Regions from separate parts of the Hordeum vulgare genome. Here region 1 is linked to region 2. Evidence: chromatin contacts called from public Hi-C data. All regions are on one chromosome and are shown on one strand. Each heading gives the region's core, a stretch centred on a gene start, on an enhancer-like site or on the middle of the called end of the contact. The rest is flanking DNA. Distances are from core to core; before and after follow the strand shown.

The links. A called contact is a pair of places that touch in the nucleus more often than the background predicts.
Region 1: a contact with region 2 is called in a Hi-C map of leaf, with 2.7 times the contacts expected there. The contact joins the promoter of LOC123446250 here to the enhancer-like site in region 2. A contact is called at or near these places in 2 of 6 Hi-C or Micro-C datasets (leaf and seedling).

What each region holds. Positions count from the first base shown.
Region 1 is chr4H:136,468,345-136,471,646 of MorexV3_pseudomolecules_assembly, forward strand. It overlaps LOC123446250 (cytochrome P450 94C1-like), which reads left to right and starts at 1,836. Exons shown (of 1, transcript XM_045122924.1): 1 at 1,836-3,302. The coding sequence starts at 1,897.
Region 2 is chr4H:136,145,883-136,148,831 of MorexV3_pseudomolecules_assembly, forward strand. No RefSeq gene overlaps it. Among protein-coding and RNA genes, the nearest start is that of LOC123448157, 11 kb to the left of the region's middle. Within about 2 kb of position 1,264, at least 2 of the 3 cell types and tissues checked have open chromatin away from gene starts, as enhancers often do. A contact at or near this core is called in leaf, where this site is marked.

The DNA.
Region 1 (3,302 bases), core at 586-3,085, 320 kb after region 2:
GCCAACAACACATCCTTGGCACGGGGAGCACGATGTGGATGCCACTACTGAGAGATGCAAGGGAAGCATGTTGTGGAGGCTTGTACCCGCACGGACAAGTCGGTCCATAAACGTGCAAGTCGCCAAACGTCATACATGATCTATGACCTGAACTATGCCGACCGTCCTAGGCAGCTCGATCACCGACAACCTACATCATACCACCGCTACCACAGTCGTGCCGCCCCAACCATCGCCACGTGCCGACCGAACAATCATGCCCATCTCCCCCATCCACCAAGGATCGGATATATAGGAAGGGGATGAGATCCACCACACTATTGACAAAGATAGGGATGTAGATTCAGGCTGAAATCTCGCCAGAGCCACCGCCAGCTCGTCCCTCTAACACACACTCGTGCAACGACCATGTCGAACCGCTACCAACACCCCGCATCGCCCCGCCATGGCTGGCGGCCACAAACAACGCAACACGCCTCCACTATCTCCAACCTACCGAATCAGTAGATGCCGCCCTGGGTTAGGCTGGTCGACATGCGAGTGTATGACCCTGCAACCAGAGTCGTCGAGTAGGCTCGACCTGACACCAAGATGGGACACCCACGATGCTCGCAACCATTGCGAGAGAAGGAACGTCCCCGTCGCCGCCTACGCCATGTGGCATTTGGTCGGCGACACCACTTACTTCTACGAGGGAGGGAAACCATGAGAGGCGACGATAGGTTGCCTCCCGGGGTTGTCCGCGAGAGCGACTTGGGAGGGTTTCGTTGTTTTTTTTTAAATCGCTCGCAAGTACTCCAGACCAAACAAAAAAGAAAAAACTTTAAAATAAGCTGGTTGATTTCTGGGTCGTGTAAACCGCCTCGTACTCACGCCGCGTGCCCTCGTGGTGCCTACAAACCGCCCACGACCATGCCCCACTTCCTTATCCTTTCCCCTTTCTTCTTCGCCGCACTCTGCCATGGATTTTTCCTCTTTCTTCTCCGTGTCATTCTCTTGCATGCCCAAGCCCCTCCATTCTTTTTCACGTGCTTTGTCGTTGCTTCCGTGCTCCACCTTGTTGTCGTCGTCGTGCTGCAATGGAGGAACATGCATGATGTATCTCCGCTGCAACAGCTGCGTCGCAACATCCGTGGTCACCGCCGCATAGCACCATTCATCACCGTCGCATGCGCCCGATGGTGTTGTAGTGGAGCACTCGTTGCGGCCAAGAGCTGCTATGCAAGGCCCCGAGCTGCAATGAAGCTTCACCGGCAGCTGCAATGGAGCTTCAACAGCGACACCCGGAGTTGCGATGGAACTAGCGGTGTTACAATGCAGCTTGAGGGGCGGTAGGCTCCAATAACGGAGCATCATTGCACTTTTTGATGAGGGAGCTCGAGGATCCTGCTGCGAGCATGTGACGCTGTGTCCCCACGGCGAGCGGTCGTTGCTCGCGTTAACCCGATCAAATGTCTTTCTCGGAATGCATCTAATGACTGACGACCTGATTGATTTTTTAAAAAATTAGTCGGTTGATCCGTAGCAGCCGTCAACAAAAAATGATGTGAGGTTGATTTAAAATGTAACGGAATCAACTGTCTTTTTTTGTACTCTATAGAGGATTCAGGCGACTGCTAGCGGTAGCAGCCCTTGTATCGTGCGTTCGGCGCAGATTTGCTGGTCGTACGTACCGTGGACAAGTTTTTGGGAGCTGTAGGGATGGCATGAGCTGTGCACACACTAATAAATGGCAGGGAACCAAGTTGTTTAAGATTTGGCGCACGTGTGGCATGTGCTTCTTCCCCGTCCACTCACATTATATACGCACACGCCTCCTCGACTCCCCACACCCAAAATAAGATCACATTTTTTTGCTCTTCCCTTCTCCTCCAATTCAAGGGAGACGGGGCAGCCATGGACGCCGCCACGAGCACGGGCATGGAGGAGCTGTCATGGTGCGCTCGGTGCGCCGGCCTGGCATTCCTTGTCTTCTCCGTGTGCGTGGTGGCGCTAGGCGCGGCGCTCTTCCTCGCCCGCCGGTGGCCGTGGTGTAGCTGCCACGTCTGCCGCTCGTACCTCACGGGGTCGTGGGCGCGGGACTTCACCAACCTCGGCGACTGGTACGCGCACCTGCTCCGCTGCTCCCCGACCGGCACCGTCGCCGTCCACGTCCTCGGCTGCACCATCACCGCCAACCCGGCCAACGTCGAGCACATGCTGCACACCCGCTTCGACAACTTCCCCAAGGGAAAGCCCTTCTCCGCCGTCCTCGGCGACCTCCTCGGCGGCGGCATCTTCAACGTCGACGGCGCTGCCTGGCGTCACCAGCGCAAGATGGCCAGCCTCGAGCTCGGCAGCGTCGCGGTGCGCTCCTACGCCTACGGGATCGTCGCCGAGGAAGTAGAGGCGCGCCTCCTGCCACTGCTCGCCGACGCCGCCGACAATGGCAGGGTTATCGACCTCCAGGACGTGTTCCGGCGCTTCGCCTTCGACACCATCTGCAAGATCTCCTTCGGGCTAGACCCGGGATGCCTCGAGCTCGACATGCCCATGTCCAAGCTCGCCGCCGCGTTCGACACCGCTTCGCGGCTGTCCGCCATGCGCGGCGCGGCGGCGTCGCCGCTGGTGTGGAGGGTGAAGCGGCTGCTGAACGTCGGCTCCGAGAGGGAGCTCAGGAAGTCCATCCGCCTCGTCGACGAGCTCGCGGCGGCCATGATAAGGCAGCGCCGGAAGCTGGGCGTCGCCGGGAGCCATGACCTCCTGTCTCGGTTCATGGCCTCGGAGGCGCACGGCACTGCCGTCGATGATAAGTACCTCCGCGACATCGTGGTCAGCTTCCTCCTCGCTGGACGCGACACGGTGTCCTCCGCGCTCACCACCATCTTCATGCTGCTGTCCAAGAACCCCGCGGTGGCGGCCGGCATGCGCGCGGAGGCCGCCGCCAGCGAGAAGACAAGGATGGCGTCAAAGACCACGTACGAGCACCTCAAGTCCCTCCACTACACCCACGCGGTGCTGTACGAGAACATGCGGTTGTTCCCGCCGGTGCAGTTCGACTCCAAGTTCTGCGCCGCGGACGACGTGCTCCCGGACGGCACGTACGTGACCGCCGGGGCGCGCGTGATGTACCACCCCTACGCGATGGGGCGCATGCCGCGCATTTGGGGCGACGACTGCGAGAAGTTCCGGCCGGAGCGGTGGCTGACAGGCACCGGCGGGACGTTCGTGCCGGAGAGCCTGTACAGGTACCCGGTGTTCCAGGCTGGGCTCCGCGTGTGCCTCGGCAAGGAGCTCGCCGTGATGGAGATGAAGGCGGTGAG
Region 2 (2,949 bases), core at 14-2,513:
TTGTCTAGTGATTCGGCCATCGTATCCTTGTATGCAAGCCAACATTGCTCGGAGTTGACACGCATGGTCTTCCAACGAATGTGCATTCCGAATCCCACATTATGCCTACCATCAAACTCAACTACATCACTAGGGCCCATCCAATTCAAATCCTTTCGGACTTGTTCCAACAATTCAGCATAGCTACGACAGAAATCGAACACCATGTCAAGCTCATCCAGGGTCCGGATCAATATTGTCTTTTAAAAAGGCATCCTTGTCCACGTGATGAACATAAACACATGTTCTTCCCATCCCTAAACAACACAACATACAATATTTTTTATAAGAAATCATCCAAATACTACAATATCTACTTACTAAAAATAAACCCTATTCCTAACTTTCAAACATCCATAACACTAACCCCAACCCTATCCTAACCCTAACACAACCAAACATCCATAACCCTAACCCTAACCCTAGCCTAACCCTAAAACAACCATAATGCAAACATCCAAACAACCGTAATCCTAACCCCATCATACCCCTTATCCTAACATACAAACAAATACAACAATATCATATACATCTCACATTTCATGAAAAACTTGGGTTTCCTCAATTGCAACAAAATGATCACAAGAGATTTTTGTTTAGATGAGAATGAGGGGATAGGTGGGGATTACCTTAGGGGAGGGATTAGACAACAAATGCCCGGTCCAAACCTTCAGATTTGATGATTTGGAGAAGGATTTGACGAAGGGGCGATTTGAACACAGTGTGGGAGAGGGGGGTGGGGGAGGGGAATGAGGAGGTGGTGGGGGAGGGGCCTGGCCCGTTGCTGAATAAGTGGCAGTGTGGCGCCTAAGCCTTCGACGCCCACTTTACATTATGCGACGCCTGAGGCTTATGCGTCACACTATCTGGGGGATGAGCCCTCTCTGCCAGGTGATTGGGGTGTGTGGCGCCGATGACTTAGACGTCACACAGTGTAGTGTGGCGCCTAGGTGTCGAGCGTCACATGAAAGGGTCAAACGCGTGAACTTTTTTGCTTTCGGGTTCACTTCGCGACTTCTTCCGTTCGAAGGATCATTTTTCTCAATTTTGCCCACTAGTCCTAAACCTGACTGCAAACCACTGTGGCTAGGCACCGAAAGGCAGCTGGAAGTCCGCGGCGTTGAATAGTCGTCACTGCACCCTAAATTAACAAGTGCACTGCTCGTGAAAAGAATGGCAGCACTACAGTGCCCCAAAGTCATGACTGATTTCAGCATGACACAATGCTGAAACTGAAAGCGACCGATTCCTGTATTTGTCTGCATCTCTCAACGTATGTTGCCGGTGTAGTGTAGTCGTCTCAGGGGGAACATCCACACTTGGTCATTCTGCTCCCAAAGCTTAATTGCAAACGTGAGGCGTTAGTTTAACTAGAAAAAGGACTCATGCGTTGCAACGGAAGAAAAAAATACCACACACTTTTAATCTTTTTATAAACATTTTAATTTTATTAAAATAATAAGCTAACTAACTAATGTAGTCAGTCCTATCATATTTTGTTGAGAAATCAACCCGTTCATTATCAATTCCATCATGATGAGAAATTGAGCGGGACAAGCAAAATAAAACAAAGAGGCTACGTGAATTGATCAATGGTCTGTTATCTTATTCCATTCATGGGATAGAGAATGTGGGATCAGATGACAAACTGAAGGTGGTGTTTCATTCTCTGTCTCTACAATAATACAATCTTACATTCAATACATTCATTCATCAGCAAACAAATACCCATAAAACAAAATTTCTTGCCGGTGCTTGGCACACGGTTGGAGGCATGGGGAGGGGATCTCACCAGATGATGAGTTCCTGCCGGAGGAGGGGATACGATGAGGGGAGCAAGGGTTAAGCGCCTTTATTTGACCATAAGGAGTCGCCGTTGCCGTACCATAATCTCGAAGTTTCCCGTGTGAGCCATGGAGGCCCGCCTCCACCTGCAAGTATTTCGCTCCGCCGCGCCTTATCCGCGCGCCGCCGTCGTTCTGCGTCGAGCAGACGCATCATCCCCAATCACTGTAGCTCGAGCGCCAAAACGGGGGCAACAAGCGGGCAGATGTACGGCCGCGGAGGCGGGTGGGTTGAGATTGACAACAGTGGCGGTTGAGGCCGGCCGCGGTGGTGAGTGGTATGGCAGCGGTCTGGGCACATGCCAGGGTGGACCAGGGTCGACGCAATGCTCTCGAGCGCCGCAACGGGGGCAGTGAGCGGGGAGAGGTACGGCCGCGGAGGCGGGTGAGTTGAGATCGGCAGCGGTGACGGTTGAGGTCGGCCGCTGCGGCGAGTGGTGTGGCGGCGGCCTGGGCACACGCCAGGGTGGCCCAGGGTCGACGGGAGGAGGCGATGCTTACGGGTATAATTTTTGCAGCGAATCGTTTTTTCCTTTTGTGTTGCAGATAAATGATGAAGCGTGGGCTGAATAACAAAAATTACAGAGACTTTTTTATAAAAATGACGCGGTGGGTTTTTCGACGAAAGCGATAGTCTCTTTATTATTAGGTGTAGATATAGATATAGATTAATAGCCTTCTCCTCCTCTGCCGACCGCCGTTGCGTCGTCGTCACCCCCAACTGGGTCATCACCTACGCTGCTGCTCGCTCCGACATGTATAACTATTGCAGCAAATGGGTCGGTGATGGAATTAGAGAAACACAAGCGGGGGAAGCAAGCCAATACTTAACAATATACATCCGATACTCCTATCTGATCTGATCTTTCGCTGGTACTCGTACTACACTAATTTCATTTGACTACTACTAGTTGATGTGCTGCAGCGGACACTGATTTACACAGATTTCATTTGACTACTACCAGTTGATGTGCTGCGGCGGACACTGATTTGCCCAACGTGCGTGATCATTTTCTTGGAAGTGGCAGGCGATCGAGCAGTTGCTGGAAAGTGGCGCATGTATCTC